Linked DNA regions of Mus musculus: regions 1, 2, 3, 5, 6 and 7 are each linked to region 4. A link is a contact called in public HiChIP or PLAC-seq and promoter capture Hi-C data. All regions are on one chromosome and are shown on one strand. The core of a region is the stretch at or near the end of the contact, and the rest is flanking DNA. Distances in the headings are between cores, read along the strand shown. Region 1 holds the start of Swi5 (SWI5 recombination repair homolog (yeast)). Region 2 holds the start of Lcn2 (lipocalin 2). Region 3 holds the start of Uck1 (uridine-cytidine kinase 1). Region 4 holds the start of Dolpp1 (dolichyl pyrophosphate phosphatase 1). Region 5 holds the start of Pomt1 (protein-O-mannosyltransferase 1). Region 6 holds the start of Fam78a (family with sequence similarity 78, member A). Region 7 holds the start of Aif1l (allograft inflammatory factor 1-like).

Evidence for each region. Promoter capture Hi-C pulls out the DNA fragments that hold promoters and counts their contacts. HiChIP or PLAC-seq counts read pairs in DNA pulled down with a chosen protein or histone mark.
Region 1: a promoter capture Hi-C map of pre-B cells shows a contact between it and region 4, with 2.6 times the contacts expected there. The contact joins the promoter of Swi5 here to the promoter of Dolpp1 in region 4. A contact is called at or near these places in 3 of 39 promoter capture datasets (cranial neural crest, liver and pre-B cells), 1 of 115 datasets of contacts at active chromatin or transcription factors (forebrain) and 1 of 9 other capture datasets (adipose tissue).
Region 2: a contact with region 4 is called in a promoter capture Hi-C map of cranial neural crest. The contact joins the promoter of Lcn2 here to the promoter of Dolpp1 in region 4. A contact is called at or near these places in 2 of 39 promoter capture datasets (cranial neural crest and liver) and 1 of 9 other capture datasets (liver).
Region 3: a promoter capture Hi-C map of liver shows a contact between it and region 4, with 4 times the contacts expected there. The contact joins the promoter of Uck1 here to the promoter of Dolpp1 in region 4. A contact is called at or near these places in 3 of 39 promoter capture datasets (liver and pre-B cells) and 1 of 9 other capture datasets (liver).
Region 5: a contact with region 4 is called in a promoter capture Hi-C map of hippocampal neurons, with 3 times the contacts expected there. The contact joins the promoter of Pomt1 here to the promoter of Dolpp1 in region 4. A contact is called at or near these places in 5 of 39 promoter capture datasets (cranial neural crest, frontonasal cranial neural crest, hippocampal neurons and 2 more) and 2 of 9 other capture datasets (adipose tissue and liver).
Region 6: a promoter capture Hi-C map of cranial neural crest shows a contact between it and region 4. The contact joins the promoter of Fam78a here to the promoter of Dolpp1 in region 4. A contact is called at or near these places in 2 of 39 promoter capture datasets (cranial neural crest and pre-B cells).
Region 7: an H3K4me3 HiChIP or PLAC-seq map of stem cell-derived neural progenitor cells shows a contact between it and region 4, with 12 times the contacts expected there. The contact joins the promoter of Aif1l here to the promoter of Dolpp1 in region 4. A contact is called at or near these places in 2 of 39 promoter capture datasets (cranial neural crest and liver) and 2 of 115 datasets of contacts at active chromatin or transcription factors (astrocytes and stem cell-derived neural progenitor cells).

What each region holds. Positions count from the first base shown.
Region 1 is chr2:32,286,429-32,289,319 of GRCm38.p6, forward strand. Swi5 (SWI5 recombination repair homolog (yeast)) reads right to left here and starts at 1,641. Exons shown (of 5, transcript NM_175190.5): 1 at 1,458-1,641; 2 at 1,169-1,217. It overlaps Golga2 (golgi autoantigen, golgin subfamily a, 2), which reads left to right and starts at 1,898. Exons shown (of 26, transcript NM_001080968.2): 1 at 1,898-1,968. The coding sequence starts at 1,921.
Region 2 is chr2:32,386,177-32,389,070 of GRCm38.p6, forward strand. Lcn2 (lipocalin 2) reads right to left here and starts at 1,563. Exons shown (of 6, transcript NM_008491.1): 1 at 1,404-1,563; 2 at 852-988. The coding sequence starts at 1,541.
Region 3 is chr2:32,258,848-32,261,547 of GRCm38.p6, forward strand. It overlaps Uck1 (uridine-cytidine kinase 1), which reads right to left and starts at 1,258. Exons shown (of 7, transcript NM_011675.2): 1 at 1,062-1,258; 2 at 733-892. The coding sequence starts at 1,187.
Region 4 is chr2:30,390,971-30,393,670 of GRCm38.p6, forward strand. It overlaps Dolpp1 (dolichyl pyrophosphate phosphatase 1), which reads left to right and starts at 1,284. Exons shown (of 8, transcript NM_020329.4): 1 at 1,284-1,542. The coding sequence starts at 1,467.
Region 5 is chr2:32,235,343-32,238,124 of GRCm38.p6, forward strand. Pomt1 (protein-O-mannosyltransferase 1) reads left to right here and starts at 1,298. Exons shown (of 20, transcript NM_145145.2): 1 at 1,298-1,399; 2 at 2,018-2,169. The coding sequence starts at 1,364.
Region 6 is chr2:32,082,344-32,085,224 of GRCm38.p6, forward strand. It overlaps Fam78a (family with sequence similarity 78, member A), which reads right to left and starts at 1,362. Exons shown (of 2, transcript NM_175511.4): 1 at 241-1,362. The coding sequence starts at 563.
Region 7 is chr2:31,948,736-31,951,613 of GRCm38.p6, forward strand. Aif1l (allograft inflammatory factor 1-like) reads left to right here and starts at 1,568. Exons shown (of 6, transcript NM_145144.1): 1 at 1,568-1,646; 2 at 1,794-1,855. The coding sequence starts at 1,616. Lamc3 (laminin gamma 3) reads left to right here. Exons shown (of 28, transcript NM_011836.4): 28 at 1-348.

The DNA of each region.
Region 1 (2,891 bases), core at 391-2,890, 1.9 Mb after region 4:
TACTGTTTTTTATGTTGGCATCCTCTGCAGCAAATATTGTGCTGGGATCCCTGATTCTAAAATCAAGGTGGTACTGCAGGCTGGAAGAGATGCCCGTCTGCCTCCCGAGTGCTGGGATAAACGCCTGCACCGGCATTGCTTTGCTTACTGTGCTCTTTTTTCTCCGAGTCCCCATAATTTATCCTGGCTCTCTAGCATTTTGAGTTGCTAAGGCAGGAGGATGAAGAGTATTAAACTAGTGTGGGACCACAAAAGGGCATCCTTGAATACAGCCTGAGTCTGGGACCAGCCTGCCTCCATCTGAGGCTTAAAAGCCATCTTATTAAGTACAAAATACACTCAATCCTCTTTATGATTAAACCTGCTTCTCAAGGAATTGGGCTATGCCCCACCTAAAACCTTAACTTCAAATGGTTCTGCATGGCCTGTTACAGGGATGGCAGTCTTGTCTTTGTTCCAAAAAGTTGTTTATAACCATCTTGCAACCCCACCTTTGTTTCAAAAGGAAGACCTTGTTCTGCCCATCTTGCAATCATGTCTTTGAGGAGGTCATTTGGACTAACGGGTATGCTTATGTTCTGCCTCTGTAACCCCACCAAGTCCCCATTTAGAAACCCCCTACCCCTGAACTCTAAAAAGCCTTGTCGTCCTCAATCCGAGGCTGACTTTTCGAGCTCCGCCTTAGGGACCCGTTTACACGAATTAAAATGTTTGCTTTAACCAACTGTTTGCTTTGAGTTGGCCACTATGATTTGGGTCTTTCTCCTCTAATCTTTGGTATTGACAACTGTCTCAAAGGGAAGGGGTATAAAAAAAAAAGAAATTACTAAAAAGAAGCGAATCATCTAAAAGAGTACTTTAAAAATTCATCTTTTGAGGATGAGAAATGAATAACTTTGAGTTTTGGGGGTGGCATTGGGAGTGGTCAGCATAAAGATGCACATATTTCTTGACTGGGGAACCATGCAGGGACTGGTGGCAGGCTGGGTGAGGGGACAAAGCAACGAGCAAGAGCGGTTGGAGAAGCGTAGGCATCGGGCAGGTAGGACTGGGAGGGGAGGAACCCATGTCTGAGAAAGGAAAGAGAAGGAGTGGAATTAGGAAAGGGCTAAGCTTGGAGGCGACCGGCGGGTGCTGGGATGCAGAGGGGTGGGGCTGATATACTCACCGGTGATCGGTAGCCGCCATGGTAAAGTCGGCTGAATTCTGACTCACCCCTGGGGAGGAACCCGAGAAAAAGGCTGATGAGGATGGGGTTACCGAGGGGGCGCGGGAGCCGCAGCTGCAAGAGGTTGGGTCGGGACCCAGCTACTGGGATGGGGTGGGGGTCTTTGGGGTCGGGGTGCGCATCGTGGGAAGGGGAAAGTGTGGAGAACGGGTTACGGAGAGGCCTGGTGAGGAGGCGTGAGGGGTCGGGCAAGGGCTGGAAAACGAAGCGCGGCGCGCTCCTCACCCACCTCCTGAACCCTAAGGTCCGGGGCACCCGGAGTGGGGTGGGCTTAAACTCGGAAGGGTCCAGGGTTGGGGTTAAACGGCTGCTTCAGGGAACTAGAAACCGACGACGGAGACCACCAACCGCCCCACGTCAGGCTGCGCACGCACCAAGTTAAAGCGGTTCCGCCCCTGCTTCCCATAGGCCGCTGTGAGGGGTCATGGCTGCGCGCGCAGCTCTCGTCGTTAACTCCACCCGTCGCTCAGGCCTCGCGACCGCGTGGCCACGCCTCCCTGTCGTTCATCGTTCTCATCAGCCAATGGGCTTGGAGAAGGTAGGTCACGCTGGGTTTCCGAGCGTCCAAGGGGCGCTCTGCACCCGCCTTCTCTGGCCCTTGTAGAGAAGCCGTAGCTTCCGGAAGCAGTTTCGCGGTGGCTGCCGGGATCGTGGTGATGTGGCCCCCCCGCTTCCCCCCTCCCCGCCCCGGGATGTCGGAAGAAACCAGGCAGAGCAAATTGGCTGCGGCCAAGAAAAAGGTAAAGCGCTCCGGGTCGCGGCCCCTTGACCCCACCCGAGCTCCTCCAACGGCAGGACCCATGACCAGAGTCCGAGTCTTTCCCGAGACACACGGGTAGAAGAACCCCTCAGCGCCCTGGGCTCCCCCAGTGAAGTCTTCTCAGCCAGCCCCGCCCCCTCAGCAACCCAGCCCCCGCCCTCTCAGTCGCCCCTAGGTGACTTTGGTCAGTGACACAGGGTCTCTTAGCCCCCGGCTCCGGACGCTCCAATCCAGACCTCCCAGGGCACCTGTCTCCAAGGTCCTCGGTCCTGGCCCTGTAGGCGACTCGGGCGTTGGTAGTATGGAGTGGAATGTAGTTACGTCACAGTCCCCCCTCGAAACTGTCATTACTACTCCGAGTCTGGTTTGGATTGCTCCACCTGCTCACCTAATGTTGTTGCCCCTTTTCCCGTTTCTCTGGTGGAGAACCCATTTCCACCTGGAAGGGAGCCCAAGTGTGGAATCTAGTGCGGAGACGCTGTAGGCGCCCGCATTCCCTTAACTTAGCATTAGTGTGAGCACAACACTGTCAGCACCCCTTGCTGACATGGATTGGTTTGGTTTGGATTTGGTTGTCTGCTCTCTAGAGAGACTGTAATCTCTCTGGAGCAAAACGCATGTTATAGTGTTGATCAGTGTCTTGGGGAACTGAACTTAACTTAAAATTCAGCCAGAATGTCTTTTCCAACTGGGGTGGTGAGAAGCACGGGATGCGGGTGAGGCATCTCACGGGAAACATCACTTTCCCATGCTTCTTTTGAGAGAAAAAAACCATAAAAGTCTGGTTTGGCATTTTCATAGATTTGTAGAGACTTCTCTCTGCGATGACAAGGGCTGTGCCCTTTCTGTTCCCATGTTCACTAAAGCCGTGGCTTCACGGTTTCTGCCCTTCTGTCATGTTGT
Region 2 (2,894 bases), core at 313-2,812, 2.0 Mb after region 4:
GCAGGAGGCCCCGCCCACCCATCTTAGATGCACCTAGGCCTTTTGAGTCTGCCCTGCCTGGTCCTGCTAAGACCTTTCTCCCCATTCTTTCTCTGCTCCATCTCTACGGCCTCTCTTGGTTAATCCTGAGCAGCCAGCCTACTACAAGTTAAGCACTATGCCCCCAACCCTTTAACCAAATGTGAAATTTCCCTAAGTCCCGTTCAATCCCCTGCCACAAATAGCTGAGCCCCCACCCCCAAACCTGCCATTCACCTGCCCTTTGCTCCTCAGATATTTTGCTCCAACTCCAGCCCACCTATCTGCCAGAGGCAGTTATCATATGCAGGTGGTGGCCCTGGCTCTCCTCTGCAGGCGCAACCCTCCATCCCCCACACACCTCCCCCACTGACTGCCTGCCCTCTCCTTCACTATTCTTTCCACTCTCCCTTGCTCCAATTAAGCCACAGTTCTCCTTGCAGAAGCCCCTGACCAAGCCTTGGCACAGGGTGAAATGCCCCGGGGCTATTCCACTCAACAGAGGAGTAACCAGTGCTCCTAACCACTGAGCCTTCTCCCCAGTCCTTCCACCTAAATTTTGAGAGAAGGTGAGCTCAATGATTGGATTACATTGGCTGCCCAGCAAGTCCTAGGGCTCCTGACCCCTCCTCCCCAGGACTAGGTACCACACCCGGCTCCTTGATGCTTATTCCTGGGAACCGAACTCAGAATCTCCTGCTTATGTGGCATCTCCCTAGCTTCTCCCTCTTGTTTTCTGTGGCTTGTGTGTCCTTCTCACTTTGACAGAAGTCAGGAATGGGAGAAGAAAAGAGCAAGAAACCACCCAGTTCCGGGCTGTGACAGGGCTTCACCTGACCAGGATGGAGGTGACATTGTAGCTATTGTTCTCTTGTAGCTCATAGATGGTGCTGTACATCGTAAAGCTGCCTTCTGTTTTTTTCTGGACCGCATTGCCTGCCAGGCCCACAACGTACCACCTGCCCCGGAACTGCAAGAAATGAGAGGTAGAGCCAGGGATGGCCTCGCAGGCCGCTCCTCCTGCTCTGTTCCTCTGGGTACCTTCAGGCACCCCAGCTGGAGGGCAGCAGAGCCCCAGACTCTGTCTGTCTAGAGATACTGGCAGGAGTTAGCCTCTTCCAAGGCTAGACAAGATCCTAGATGGAGTTAACCCTGAGTTAGCAGGATGGGGTGGTTTTGGGCAAGGGGTTACTGTCAGAGTGGCTATCTGAGCAGCATGAGATGTGGCATCCCCTAGGACACAGAATGATCATGTGTAGAAGCCTGGACACTGGCCTCCCAGAGTCCTAGCCATCCTACCCAGCGCTGCCCGTGAAACCTTTGGCTTCTCCTCCCATCTGCCCTGTTTCCCCAGCCTCTCCTGCAGCAGCCCTTCAGGGTCCTACCTGATCGCTCCGGAAGTCTGGCTGCAGGGGGACAGTGAGCAGAGATGGGGCAGGGATCAAGTTCTGAGTTGAGTCCTGGGCCTGGCTCTGCAGGACCCCAAGCAGGGCAAGGCCCAGACACATGACACTCAGGGCCATGGTTTCCACAGCTACTAGGTCTGATGTGTGCTGGAGGAGGAAGAGCAGAGAGTGAGGAGGACTCCCCAGCGGGCTTTTTATGGGCCTACCTGGCTGCCAGCCCCCCTGTTGGGCGGGGTAGTCCATCCTTTACCAAGTCCAGGAAGCCATGAAGTAATTGCCAGTACATTCTGTTGAAATACTTGGCAAGATTTCTGTCCCTCTCTCCCCCAGGTCGGAACTGTGCAAGGTTGAGCAACAGGAAGGGCTGCAGGGGACAGAGGGGGACCAGAGGGACATTCCCAGGGCTTTGGATTCTGGCAGGCACAGGGCACTGCTTGTGGGTCAGCAGCTCAGATCTGGACTGCCTGTCCACTCCCATAACCCTGTAGGAGTCCTAGAGGGTCAGAAACAGGATAGTGAGTATAGTACAGGCTTCCCCCACCCCTACCCCCTGCCTCCTACCCCACACCCACACCTGCTGTAAGCCAAAGCCATCTGAACACCAGACCCTGTGCAGCTTCCTTGTCTGGGGAAGGGTGAGCAAGCTGAGAGTGAATGTTTTAGACAGGGAAGAACAGGACACCCTGTTCTGAGCCTGCCAAGCTCAGCCTTGGTCCTGGCACAGGGTGAGGCGTCCAAAAGATTATCCTGGAAGTGTCCAATACCTTGAGCCCCTTCACTTTCCCATGACCCCACTGCCATTTACAGGAACAGACAGGGCAGCAGCTGAACTCTCAGGGACTCACCCTCTCCTGTGCCACGTAGTCCTTAGATGTGGCTGCTTTCATTTTTTTTTTTCTTTTTTCTTTCTCTTTTTTTTTCAAGACAGGGTTTCTCTGTATAGCCCTGGCTGTCCTGGAATTCACTTTGTAGACCAGGCTGGTCTCGAACTCAGAAATCTGCCTGCCTCTGCCTCCCGAGTGCTGGGATTAAAGGTGTGCACCCCCACGCCCTTGTGGCTGCTTTCAAAGGTAAGGACTGCAACCTCGGTGTCATCTTAGCACGGAGGATAAGGGGATCACTTGGGGGAGCAGGAGCCCTTGGGGAAAGTGGGTGTGTCTCCACACTGCCCTGTGTACTCCAGTTACTTTGGGCAGAAGCAAGTTTCTACCTTCTCCTTAAGTCATCCTCCCTTGAGAAGGCATCCCTCTGTCCCTGGCCATAACCTTGAGCAGGGGAACCTAGTGGCCCGGCTTCAGGGCTCTCCCTCCCCCAGTTGATTCGAGCTTAGTCCTGGAGAAAGCCCTTTCCTCCCTCACTGGGGCCTGGCCGACATCAATTGAAGGTAGTGATGGATCCCAGATGCTATACTGTGCCGTTTCCCGCCCCCCAGGTGGCCTACTCAGGATCTGCTTCTGAACATCTGACCTG
Region 3 (2,700 bases), core at 8-2,507, 1.9 Mb after region 4:
GACACTGGGGGAAAGAGATCATTTGAGCCTCTGCTCCTCTGTATCTGGCAAAACAAAGTTAAGAGTCCTATTCTCTGACCTTCAGGAGTCCCTAGGAAAGCTTAAACCTTCAGGAACACAGGCCCCTACCAGGCCAGGAAGCTCCAAGGCCTGAGCCCCAGATTAACCTCTGTTTCTACAACTGGCCTCCCTGAAGACTGACTGCCCCGAGACAGCTTGGGGAATCCAAAGGTCAGGCAGGCGGTAGGTAGGGTGTACAAAGGGCTCCTCAGCAACAAGGTGCCAGGCAGAGATTTCAACACATCAAGAAGCGATCCTCAACATCTCCTGGCTCCTCCTTCCTAAGTGGCTCTAGCAAAAATCTTGAGTCACTCCAGGCTCATGGAATTCAGCAAACCCTACCTTTCTGTGGGCCCACTACCAAGGGAAATGAGGGTAATGTTTCACGGAGCCCCATTGCTGCTGCATTCAATCCCCGCCCCCCTTGGCAGTTGGTGTCCAGCAGTTCTCTCTGGACAGCCTCAGTCTGGCACTTTGCATCCTATGTACACATCCCTGGACAGCCTCGGTGGCAGTCTGCATCCAACAAACATCTCCTACAGCCCTGGTCCAGCAGTCTGCATCCATACACATCTCTGTATCTGTCTGGCAGTCTGCAATCTCTGTAGAGCCCATATCTCACAGCAGTTTATCCTCTACCCCCAGCTCTCCAGGCAGACATTCTCCAGGTACCTGGGTGGTCAAAATTGTACTGTCCCTTCAAAGCCTTGGCCTTCTGCTCGGCCGTCAGAACCTTGTAGAAGCAGTCCTGGCTCAGGATGACCAACTTGCGCTGCCGGCGGTCCACTTCGTTCTGTCCCAGCAGCTCCATGATCTTCTCACACACTGTTGACTGGGGACAGAAGGTGCCAAAAGTGAGCTTGTGCACTGAGTGACCCGCCAGCCCCTGGGGACGACCCCCTTAGCTGCTAGCAACAGGTGCCGCGGTTGGGCCAGAGGCAATGGCGCCCCAACCAGCGGCCTGGCAATCCCTCCGCGAGGCCCAGGCGCAGGGCGCTCACCTTGCCACTAGCGGTGCCGCCGCTCACGCCGATGAGGAACGGCCGCGGCTGGGGACGATCGGCCTCGGGCGCGGCGCTCTCCGAGCCGCCGCCTCCCGCCGAAGCCATATCCGGAGCGACGGACATACATTCACCGACTCTGCCCGCTCCCGCCTGGACGTAGTGACGGATGCTGTGCGCATCGCTTCCGGGGACATGAGCGCATGCGCGCATGAGGCGCGGCACTCAAGGCCGTGTCCCTGAAGAGCCTCAGTGACTCCAGAATGACCCCTTTACCTGGAGGCGGGGCCTGGATGGGGCTCCACCTCCCGACGAGACGCACACTCAAGTGCTGGACTAGACCAAGGTCTCCAGCCCACTGACCCCTATTTCCCTAGCACAGCCGAGATCCTGTCACCCACAGGGTTAGGACCGTCCCTGCCTTATGCTTAACCCCATCAGTGCCTCCTGCCACGTGAGAACGTGTCATCCTGAGACACTTAGGAAGACCTCCCTCTCCCTGGCGCATTATTTAAGTATCTATGAATCTGTTAAAATCTCTTGATTTTTAGACAGATTCTTACCGCATAGCCCTTGCTGTCTGGTACTCTGAAGCCCAGGCTGGCCCCAAACATTCTCCTGCCTCAGCCTTCTGAGGGTGGGAGTAACAAGCATGTACCACCATGCCTGGCTTTTTAAAAAAAGGAAATATTTATAATAATTTTATTTATATGTGCTTGTGTGTGTGTTATGGGTCTGTGCACATGACTGAAGTGCCTGGGGAGTGTCAGATCCCCATAAGGCTGTAGTTACAGGCAGTTGTGAGCTGCCCATTTTAAATGCTGGGAACTGAACTCTGGTCCTATGCAAGAGCAGTACACTTTTTTTTTTTTCCACTTTACTTTATATGTATGGCTGTTTTACGTGCCCGTGTTTTTGTACCACATGCTTGGAGTTCCCACAGCGACCAGAAGAGGGAGTCGGTTCCCTCTGGTAGTGAACTTTCTAACAGTTAAAAGCTACCAGTAGGTACTGGGAATTGAAACTAGGCTTCTGGAAGAGCAGTCACTCCAACTCTCACTCCAACTCCAACAACCTGGCTTTTAAATTCTGTTGTTGTTGTTGTTGTTGTTTTGCTTTCTTTATGACAAATGTCTCATTGCGTAGCCCAAGCTGGCCTAGAACTTGCAAAGGAGATACGAATGGCTCTGAACTCACAGTGAGAGACCTCCTGCTTCTGCCTCCTGAGTACTAAGAATAAAGGCGTGCGCCATCATGCCTGGTCTTCAATTCTTCCTGTGAGCATTGATTGCTCCTGACGTTCATTTGCTATGAATACTTAGGGGGTTGAGAAATGGGGTGGAGCACTTACCTGGACGCTGCTGGACTCTCCAGTCTTGCTGCCTGCCTCGAGCAGAGGTGCTGCCAGTCCACCAGCCCAACTGCTTTTATGTCAGCACAGACTTGAAGCACTTGGTTGAGGCCTTAAGACAACCATGGAGTGGCCAGAGCTCCTGAAAGACCCAGCCTCATCCAGGCCTGTTTTAATTTGTACCAGACTTTTCTATCATAAGTCTCTAGATGGCCTGGGCCAGAGTGGGAGCCTGGAAGGAAAGACTGAGAGAAAAGGATTGCTCGTTTTGAAGGAACAGCTTCAGAC
Region 4 (2,700 bases), core at 34-2,533:
TTCAGGCTGGGTAGGGAGACGGAAGACAAGCTGAACACCACTGGGGGATTCTGAGTCCCCAGCCTACTTAGAGTAACCTACAATTCTGGCTTCCACGGGCTGCCAGACTAAGCCACTGTAGCTAGTGACCTCAGAACATAGAATATGGAGGGCCAAGGCTCCAACCTAGACCTACTGGGTACCCCCAGGTCTAAGGCAGACCCGGAACCTGCTTTTATTTTTATTTTTTTACTGTACATGCTCTGGGCCTTAGTCAGAGGTCAGAGAACCGTTGCATACTGGCAGAGGCAGACAAGGAAATAATTACAGTCAAGTGTAGCCAGAGATGAGGTAGGCAAAGGAGGTGCAATTGTGGGAGACCACTGGAACTCCCCCACCCCCTTTCTGAGGTAGCCCAGACTGGCTTCCAACTCACAGAGATCCCCCTGCTTCTGTGGAGGCCCTTCTCTTAATTTTCAGAACCTGAAGCTATGAACTGACAAGTCAGCCTGGGCCAGGCAAATGGGGCAGGAGTGTGTGTGCCCATTCCTTGCAGAGAAATTTGAGGAATTGGAATCTGGCCTAGACAGTAAGTAGGTCTGTCTGGAGAGAGTTGGTTCAGAAAGGGGACGTGGGTGGGAGGTGTGGCTGTTTCTTCAAGAATGTTTCTTCAAGAATGGGGAAACAGAGAAGGGTAGATGGAACATCTGGATTATACTGAAAATGGTCCCAAGTGGCCTCACTACGCTACGGCGTAATTGAAACGTATAGCATCCCATCTAAGATATCTACAATATGTGCTACATCCCAGAAGTGAGGACCAATAATTTTTTTTTAACAGAAAAGTTCCTTTGCGGAACTGCACCTCTTGTCTGTCAGTAAAGGGCAATAAAAAACTGCACTAGGTCTTTGACTTCAGTTTACATTTATGGACAGGAAGCCAGAACCTGGAGGACGAGGCAGAATGATGCTGGGGCAAGCCTAGCCTTCATAGTGAGGAACACATTTTTGTTTTCCAAATGGGTCGGTTGAGACCCGGTGGTGCTGAGGCTGCTCCTCCACTGCGCTCTGGGTTCTCAGGAGCTTTAACTCTGGGCGCAGGTGCCAGCCTAACCAAAGCTCCCACCAAAGTACAACACGCCCCCCGAGATAGCGCCTGATTGGCTCGCCCTTCCCACACGCCGAGCTAAGCTTACCTTTTGATTGGCTGTTCTGCGCTCTGTCCTGCGCTGCGAGTGCTCCATTCTCTTGATTGGTTAGTCAACTACCTGAACTCGCACGGGATTGGACACTGGCAAAGCTGCGCGAGTCCCCGCTCTCTGATTCGCCGCACGGGCCAGCCTCACGACCTGCACACTGAATGGCTGCGCCACTACCTGCAATCGGCCTCGGATTGGGTGCGTGGCGTCTCCCCGGCGTGATAGGTCAGGACCACCGCCCCCCTTGCTCCCCATTGGCTGCTCTGCGAAGCCCGGTCTCCGGGTAAGATGGCAGCGGACGGACAGTGCTCGCTCCCCGCTTCATGGCGGCCAGTGACCCTCACCCACGTCGAATACCCTGCAGGTAAGAGCCTGCCCCGGCTCCGAGGACGTTCTCCTCGAGCTGCCGCCACAGCCCCGGGCGTTCCGGGCCGCGCGGACCGCCTTCGGGGCGCCTTGGAACCGCGGTGGGAACTGTCAAACAGCGAGCCTTGGAGGGGCTCGGCCGGCGCGCGCGCCGCGCAGGCGCAGTGAGGCGGCGATGAGCAGGGAGAAATTGCGAGCGGCTCGCTCGTGTGCTCTGCGGCTGCGCGGCCGAGTCGCTCTCCGGGGTCCCGGGGTGCTGGTGGGCTGTCCTGGGCCGGGGGAGGGTCTGGATAGGGCGGGCGAGGATCTGGGCCTGGACTTTGTCCCTTGTGCCCCGCCCTCCCCCGAGCCAGAGAGGCCGCACTCCTGCTCGGCTGTGCAGGGAGTGACAGTTTCCTTCACTACGCTGCGGGCTGCTCACTGGAGAAAGCTCCCAGTTGCAGGGAGTGTGCAAACCCAGGCCAGGTTTGGGAGAATTTGCGGCGCCACGCCCTGAGCAGCGCGGCAGAGGCCAGCCGCCAAGGGGGCATGCAGCCCCTGGGAGCCTGACTTGTAAGAGCTTCCATCTGACACGCCTCTGGGAGTGCCCGCCTCTCTGGTGGGAAGGTCCATTAGCCATGGTTCTGAAGTTCCGGCTCGGCTCCATAGAGTGGAGCGGAGCGGAGCTTAGGCCTTGGGGTGAGACGTTTCCGGGCTCCAGGGTAGGCACCACCCCTCCAGTCACTTCATCTTAAGTGGCTCCAAGTACAGTGTCTCCTTTCTGTAATGGTGTGTGACTCAAATGACCACAGGCCTAAGAGGTGCTGGGCACAGAGCCTGGCCCACAGTGGACACCCAGTAAATACCTGTAGTTTATCTCTCTAGCTTGCCAGCACCCTCCCTGGATAAATGTTTGTTGCTGAGCAGCCGGGGCCCCCTTGCTGGCCTCTGGTTGTCCAGGAAGGGCCTGTCCTCTTGGGTAGAGGGCCTGAGAACTTGGGTCTGCTGAGAACACAGGGCCACAGGCCAGGAGAACTTTGCCTCTGGGTGTTCTGGGTTATACTTAAGGTGTGGCAGTCCAGGGATGGGCCCTATCAAAGTGCCTGTTCATTACCCAACCACCCATCCATCCATTCATTCTGCATTCCCTTAGCATAGCATCTCCCGGGTGCAAGGC
Region 5 (2,782 bases), core at 48-2,547, 1.8 Mb after region 4:
AAAAACAAAGTGCCAAAGGCAGTGCATGAGAAATCCCAGTCCCCCAGGCATAAGCCTCTTGCTACAGAACAGGCAAGGGTCTGGGTAGTAGCATCCACTAGCTTTTAAAGCCACATACATACCTCAGGTTTCCAGCAAGCAACACAATTTCCTCCTGAAGCTGAGTGCCCACGAGCTGTCCTGAAGCACCAGCATGACTTACATGATCAGACTAAACTTGGAACCCAAAGAGCTCGCTCTCCAATCTTCTGGCGCCCTTTCTTTGCAGGAACTTGGGTAGACTATGCTTAAACGATGAACAAACAATTCCGTGCACTCTTGACTAATGTATTTTATATGTATCTGTGGTAACTTGACTGCCTGGTGCCAGATTCTCTGGAATTGCGGTTCCAGATGATTCTGAGCTGTCATGTGGATGCTGGAAATGGAATCAAGGACCTCTTTTTTTGTTTTTGTTTGTTTTGTTTTCGAGACAGGGTTTCTCTGTATATCTGTAGACCAGGCTGGCCTCGAACTCAGAAATCCGCCTGCTCTACAGCGTGAGTTCCAGGACAGCCAGGGCTATACAGAGAAACCCTGTCTCGAAAAAAAAAAAGAAGAAGAAGAAGAAGAAAATCCCTAAGGACCTCTTTAAGAGCATCCAGTGCTCCTAACCACTGAGCGATCGCCCAGCCCCATTGCTACAATCTTAAACCGGATGTCACCCAATGCTAAGCTAACTTGTAAAAACTGAATTTTGGCAAAACATCTGGAGTCGGTTCGGGCTTGGCTTGCCATCTGAGCGTGATTGTAATACCCACCCACCTAAAAAGGCATGATTGTAATACCTGCGCTGGGGAAGCAAAGGCAGTAGTTCAAAGCCATCATCCTCTACATAGCGAGCCTGAGACCTTGGGGAGGAGGAGGGACAGACAGCTTGTAGGCATTCCAGTGTGGGAAGAGTTGAGAAAAAGCGATCCACCACTCACACAGCTCCAGGAGGTACAACGCACCCGAGGCTTCAAAGCTCTTACTCCTGCCCGTAAGCTAACGCGCTGCTTAACGAAACCGCTAAAGTAGACGCGAGGCCCGAAACGGAGAGCTCCGAGCACGTGAACAGCTTGTGGAAACACACTGTGCTTTATTAAAAAGGGGAAAGGGAGCCCTAAGGATAGGACAGTCAGTATGCCCAACTTTGATGGCCGGTGAGCACGCCGCGCATGCGCGCCACTACCTCGCGCTCCGGCTGCGCACGCGCGTCTCAGAGTCTGTCGGCCGCGTAGACACAACTAGTTGAGCGTCGATCCGTGGCCGCTGCAGAGTAATCGAGCGGCCTCGCCCCCAACGGTCGATCCTGCCTGGCGGTTCGCAGGCCTGGCTCCACATGGGGAGCCACTCTACGGGACTCGAAGAAACGCTCGTAGGTTTTGGAGTGCCAGATTTGAGAGCCCTCCTGGGGTCTGGGATCCGGCTTAGGGGCGGCGCGCTAGGGACGGTGGATGTTCGGATCCTGGCTGAGCAAGTCGTTTCCAGGGCGGCCTCTTGTAAAAGCCAGAGTGGGAAGAACTGTAGAGAAAGAACGGGCTCGGGGCACAAGCAACTCTAGGAGGAGAGGAATGCCTCCAGAAGAGGGAAAAGTCCATCCAGGTCACTGGGCTATGACAGTGCCCAGAGCTCCTCAGGGTCTTAGTTTTCAACCACATTGGGAAGGGACAGGAGAGGCCACTTCATTCATTAGCAGCCTTGTTCCTAGCAAGTGCCCAGCAGGTGTTTTTGGAATGACTTGTAGAAATGAGTATCCAGTTCTGAGATTCCTGAATTCACCCCTCAGATGTTTTTATGTATACCCTGTGCTTGAACACAACTGTAATTCTCCAACAGGTATGTTCTGGAAGAGTCCTTCTGGTTCTATTAACCCAACCCGCTATGCTGTAAATTCATCGTGACGCCAGGCGGCTTTAGGACCCTGTGGCCTCGTTTGTGCCTTCCCGGGCTGCTGTCCGTTTACTTTAATGGTAGTTCTTTCCCTCTTTTCCAGGGAGTCCTCCCGAGCTGGCTTTTCTGCAAAATGTTAAGATTTTTGAAACGGCCTCTAGTGGTGACTGTTGACATCAATTTGAACTTGGTAGCTCTGACTGGCCTGGGACTACTTACCCGACTATGGCAACTCTCCTACCCTCGGGCTGTGGTGTAAGTAGAGATCGGGGAGGAGAGTCAATGATCCAAGAGTCATTGTAATTAGTGACAGGAATCACCTTGCCGTACAGTGCAAAAGAGAGACATTCTGGGTTTCTTGGATCTCTTGGTGATGGATGTTTTAGCAGTGTATTGCTCAGGGTTCTCTAGAGTAACAACTTAAGAAGAACACTATGTTTGCATGTGTGTATATGTAAATAAATATAATATAGTATACATATATACATATGATTTATTGGAATGACGACTTACTGGCTGCAGTCCAGCTAATCCAACAATCGCTGACTGTGAATGGAAAAGTCCAGGACTCCAGTAGTTTTCTGCTCAGTCCACATGGCTGGGTGTCTCAGCTGGTCTTCAGTATACTCTGGCTTCCCAAAGAAGTGGGCTCTAGTGCCAAGGAAGGAATGGTCTTGCTAGCAAGGCGAGGGCAAGCAGGCTCAGAGGAAAACTTCCTACTTCTGTGTCTTTAAATAGATTTTCAGCAGGTGTGGTGCAAATTAAAGGTGTGTCTTCCCACCTCAAAATCTGGATTAAACTAGTGTTCCTTCCTGCCTTAAAGGTCCAGACGAGAAGTGGATCCATCCATTTTAAGCAAAAGATCTCT
Region 6 (2,881 bases), core at 112-2,611, 1.7 Mb after region 4:
GGGGCACAGGTTCTTGTTCTCTCAGCATCTTGCCAGGGAGGACAGAACAACCCTGGGCACCAGGGATAATGGCAGGGCAGGTCTAGCTGAGCTAGGACCCTAATCAACATAAAGGCTCCCCAGAGTTGCCTGACCCAAGAAGGCTTGGAGACAGTTCCACCCCTGCCTAAAGACCCCTGCAGCCCTGCTCCAGCCTCCCCGAGCCTTCAAGGCCCCCAGCCTGTCCCCAGGAGTACTCACATGCCCTGCTCCCCGTACTGGTTGTAAAACTCCATATGGCTGCACGCCTGAATCCAACCAACGATCCAGGTCTCCTTCTTGGGAATGGGCGGCATGACCACTTGGGCTGAGGCCCGGAAGTGGGGTGTCCGATAGCGCAATACCACGCTGGAGGACTCGTCGATGCTGGTGGGGATGGGGTCGATGGAGGCTTTCACATCAATCACGGTAATCCCTTCCCGGAAGACTCTGGCTTTGCCTCCGATGCTCTGAATACAGCCCATGGCACACAGGACCGCTCTAATCTCCAGGGAAGGCCAGCAGTCCCAAAAATAACAGGGCATTGAAAGGATGGAGGTTGCAGGACCCAGTGCAGAGCGCTCAATCTAATCTCAAAACTCAAAATCGAGATCCATAGGCTAGAGAACTTAAGGAGTAGAGGAGGTTTGCATAGCACTGCCGGGTCCTGTTATAAATATGGGTTCTGTTGCATCTCAAGAGCCCTGGGCTCCCTCTTCTAGCAGTGGGCAAAAGCCACCGATATTCTTTGGGTTTAAAAAAAGAAAAGTTTGGAGTTTAATGGAGAAGCATGTTTTTCTGACATCCAGCGCTGCGTCCTCACACTTGGGGATGGCAGCTCGGACACTCTCCCTGAAGTCTTCGCAGGAAGCAGACGGGCTCTGCCAGGCACATAAATAAGGAAGGCTCGGTCCCCGCGCGGTCGCGCCACCCTCGCTGCAGAACGCCGACTTCCTGCCCTTCTGCCTTCCGCACCGGCTCCCTGGAACACACGCGCCCGCCCGGCGGGGCCCAATCAATTGCAGCGTGAGCTCCGATTCAAGCGGCAGAGGTCCGACGTCCTGTGAGGCCCGTATCCACCCGCCCTTCCGAGAGGTGCGCTCCGGGTTAGGTGCTCGCCAGGTCCCCTCCGGCGCCCACTCGCGCGTTCCTCTGCCACTGTCGCTGTAGCCGCTGACTGCCGCGCAGGGCTCCGGGACTGCACTCGGATATCCGCCGCCGCCTGCTTCGCCTCGGCCGCCGAGGACCTGCAGAGAGGTGGAAGGCACAGGGCGGCAAAGTTGAGCCGAACTTTACTGCGGGGGACTCGAGGGCGCGGCGATGCCTGTGCGCCGGGCACGGGCTGTGGAGCTGACGGCGCAGCTCTGGGCGGTCTCCCCGGAGGTGGCGCCCCCCTCCGCCCGCCCCGTCAGTGGCGGCCGCACGACTGCGCGCACCAGCGAATAATCGCCTCCCGTGACATCTCCGCTGACACCGGTTTAGCTCGAGGGAGGGGTGAGGGGTCGTTCAGACTGCCACCGCAGTGGGTCACTAGGACCTCCCGGCTCGGGTACTGCGCATCAGTACCACGCCACCAGCGTGAAACGCCCCTTCTCGCTCCAGTGTCTCGATCCCCGGGGCCTCAGTGCCAAGCCCAGGCCGGTCTTTTAAGGCATTCTGCCCTTTGCCGGCAGAGGTGGCTGGACACCAAGAAGGCGTGTTGCCCCCCCCCCCCGCCCCACCGCGTGCCTCGGTTTCCCCTAACCAAGCTTGAGCCTTAGCTGAGCCCAGCGCGTCCCGAGCGCGCGCCTCCGCCGAGGAACTTTGGCAGTCAGGTTCCCACCCAGGGGGCGTCACGAACTCACCTGCCCCTAGGGCCGCTCCAGGTGCCTGGGTCACCGCCCTCCGGTCTTCCCTAACCTCTCTGCCCGCACGTTTTCGGGGCGCCCCCTCCCCTGGGCAGTGTCCCCTGGCTCTTATCTACTAGGGTCCGGGGATGGCGTGGGCGCCTCGGATCCCCAAGCCCCTCCTGGCTCCGGGCTGCTGTGGGGATGGCCGGGGGCGGAGGGCTGAGGCTCGGGGCTCTCTCGCCCCCACCCCGAGCGCCTCCTTATTTTATGATCATTATGAGCGTGCTGTCACCGCTCTGCCCCGCCGCCGCGCCGCAGCCGCCTGGCGCGCCCCGCGCCGCCTCGCTCTGCTGCAGCATCGGAAAGGCAACCAGGTCAAACTTTGCAGAAACTCGGTCCCTGCGCCTGTCTGGCCCCTGTGTTCGTCCGCAGCCGCGCGACAACGCGCACCGGCGCACGCAGGACCTGCGCTCGCCCGTGCGCCCCGTGGGATGCAGGTCCGCAGGCGGTAGCGTGCAGGCGGGTAGGCACCGCCTCCTCCTCCAGCCCGCCCGGCTCTCCTCCCTAGCTCTGGCACTCAGCACACTCTCCCCCCCCTCTCTCTCTCTCTCTCTCTCTCTCTCTCTTCTTTCCCACCTCTCTGCAGCTGCTGGGGGAGTTGAGCCTCTTCTTGCATAAACGACATTTCCTTTTTTTCTAACCCTAGGAATTCTGGGTAGTGTAGTTCTGTCTTTCTCGGGTCCTGGGGTTGGGGGTGTTCCTATTGCCCTTTGACTTCTGGATGCCAGCAGCTTTCCAGTTCAGGAGACTTGGGGCACTGCCCTGGGGATCCTAGCTGCCGGAGTTGGTGGTTGGGTGGAAAGCATGGAAGTTTTGGGAAGCTCCAAGACTTGGGAAGGTTTGGAGGGTGGGAAAAGTTGGTGTCTCCCAACCCCCAAACCCCAACCCTGTATTGATCATGTTTGTATCTTCAGCATGGTGAGAGGGTTGTCAGCTAGTTGGTCCCAAGTATGTAAGAAATTTACATTCATCAG
Region 7 (2,878 bases), core at 318-2,817, 1.6 Mb after region 4:
TAAACAGCCCAAAACAAGAGCTTCAAGAGCTCCCTGAAACTGAGCGGATTCCCCAGGCCCCTTCCTGCCGGCCTCAGCAGAACCCAGCTGCAAGAAGACTCTTAGACAAGTAGAGTTGCCTGCTGGTTAGACTAACTGATGCCCCGGGAAAGGAGACTCTCCATCCAACCTGTCACACTGTCTGTAGACCATGCGGCGGGCTCCAGGTTCCCAGTTTTGTGAGCTGTCATCCATGCTAGGGGGTGGACTTTGGCAACACAGCTGTCTGTGAGTCATTTCTGTTTCTGTAAGTTAACTCTTCACCCATATTCTTGTAAATAACCCTAATAAAGCTTACTGGGTCACCAAGCTGGACTTGGGTGATATCTGTAATTGGATCTCTCGTGGGTTCCTAAACTGGGGTGAGTAAACGTGTGTGTTGTATCTCCTCAGGAAAAGTTGGTCACACAACAACAGCTAACCCAGCTAGCTGGGACCATGGGCAGCCTGTGACCAGAGCAATAGGGCCCTGTTCTGAGTCCAGTTCCTGCCCGAGCTTTCAGAGGGAACACGACCATGCAGGCTTTGAACTCCCAAGCCCTTGTGGGCCTACCTTCTACAGTGCAGTCCCTGCTCCTGTTTCTCCTATTCTGCTGCTTAGGGAGCTTGTGTCAAGTGCCCAGCTTCAGATGAATGAATGAATGCATAGTGGGAGGAACCTAAGAGCAGGAGCCCTGCCTCGCAAGCATCTTTCCTCCCATTAGCCCCATAGCATTCTATCTGGACCACTGGACTCCCCTGTGTGAGCTTGGCTACCCGTCCCCACAGTCAGCTGGTCCCAGGATCCCAATCTAAGGAGTGTAGACTTGAAATAAGTCAGGGGAACAGGGATTCCTGGATCCCATGGTTAGGGCAATCCTGATCTGTGCCTGTGTCCACAATGTAACAATGGAGGGAGACCCTGTCTCTAGAAAGGGTCTCTAGTCTGTTCAGGTTGGACACTGGAATTCATGATCTCTTTCTTTACAAGTTCCTAGTTCTTGCATGCCCACCCTGGCTTCTCCTCAAGTCACAGGCTGCTTCTTTACCACCCTAGAGGACTCGTGTCCCAGCTTCAGCTTCCAGACTTTTCTATCTAGTAGGCATACCGGTACTACTTTGTAGTTAGGGGAAATGACACACAAAGACCAAGTGTCAGGTACACCGTATTTGCACCAACACACGTATTTATCTAAAATATCGGTGTTATCGTGGCACTGCCGGGCAAAGGTGACAGTGAGGTGACAGCCTCTATTGGCACTTGATCTTCACAACCAGCTCTGCAAAGTTCTTAGTGAGATGTGATATTGTCTCTTCTGGTGATGGGGAAAGAGGGCGTTCCCATCTTGCATTTTCCGCGTCCTCCAGCAGAGGGGCGGCGGCGGGCTAAGCGTCCGGCTAAACAGCGGGCTTTGATGCCCCGGGTGCGCGCGGCAGCGGGGAGGGGGGCAGGAGGCGGGCCGCCGGAGGGGCGGGGTGTGTCCGGCCGCGAGGTCCCTCCGCCCCTGGGTCCCGTCGCCACACGCTGCCGAAGGTCTGGACCAGACGACTTTTCCTCCCTGTTGTCCCTGGCCTTGTCCGGAGTCGGGCTCATACCATGTCGGTCGCACTCAGCAACAGGTTCCAAGGTAGGCGCCTGCTGTCCCCGCGCTATCCCGCGCCGGACGTCCCTGGGTCGCCACCTGTGTGCGCTGTGCGGCGCGCGCGGGAACTCGGAGGGGGCGCGTGGCCCGGTTGGTACCCTAGCTTCCCCGCCGACTCTTTGTCTCCCGCAGGAGGGAAGGCGTTCGGTTTGCTCAAAGCCCGGCAGGAGAAGAGGCTCGAGGAGATCAATCGGGTAAGCCGCGTCACTGTGTGGGACAGCGTGTGGGTCCCATGTGCCGCACTGTGCCACCCCTTCCCCCCAGACAAAATCAGCCCCTTCCTCCCCTACCCCTGGCCTTCTGCAATTGCATCCCTGGCCCCTGCTGTGTGGCCTCCAACTCCAGGTAAGTCCATTCCACCCCTTAGTTCTCTGCCTGGCGTCTCCAGTTGCAAGTTGTAACTCTCGACCAGGGAGGTGGGGCGGGTGAGGGAGCCGGCTGGGGACCACCTAAGGGGTTTGGCGCCAGGAGAGACCCCAGGGCCAGTGCTGTCTCCATAGACCCGCAGAACTTAACACTAGGAGCTGGCTAATGCTGGCATTTCCTTGTTGCCTCCCACCTCCAACTCTAACACACAGCTCTTTGCACCAGCTTTTAGAAAAGTTGCCCAAGGGACTGTTTTTTTCTTCTATGCTGGTCCTGGTCCTGGGGAAGTTCTAGAAAGAAATCCTTCCGCTGCTGCCAGAGACACAATAGCAGCTCCGTACGTTTGCTACTGAGCGTGTAGATCCCAGGAGATAAGAAACGGTGTCAGGGCCTCCTGGATTGGCAAAGCACAGAGGTGGCACAGCCTGAGGCTTTAGGGTTCCCAGGATCTGTGTTCAGATGTGACTGGTGTCTCAGTAAGAGCTTCTCGCTTCCTGCAGGGTCACTTTGTGGGCTCAGGAAAGTAAGGAGCCTACATCTTCTGGGGTCCAGCGCTAGGGAGACAGCCCGCGAAGTTAGTTTCTCTCTCTCTCTCTCTCTCTCTCTCTCTCTCTCTCTCTCTCTCTCTCTCTTTCTCTCTCTCTCTTTTCCTCTACAGTGGAGACTGAACTTAAGATTTTCTCCATGCTAGACACTCTACCCTAGAGTTATTAGTACATTGGGGCTGAGGTATGCCAATTGATATAAGGGGAGGCATTTCTTCTTATTTGCCCCTTTGGTCCCTGGACACCCAGAGTGACAAACTCCAGGCCCCTGTCGAGGAGCTAGCTGGTAGGGTTAGCACACTAGAG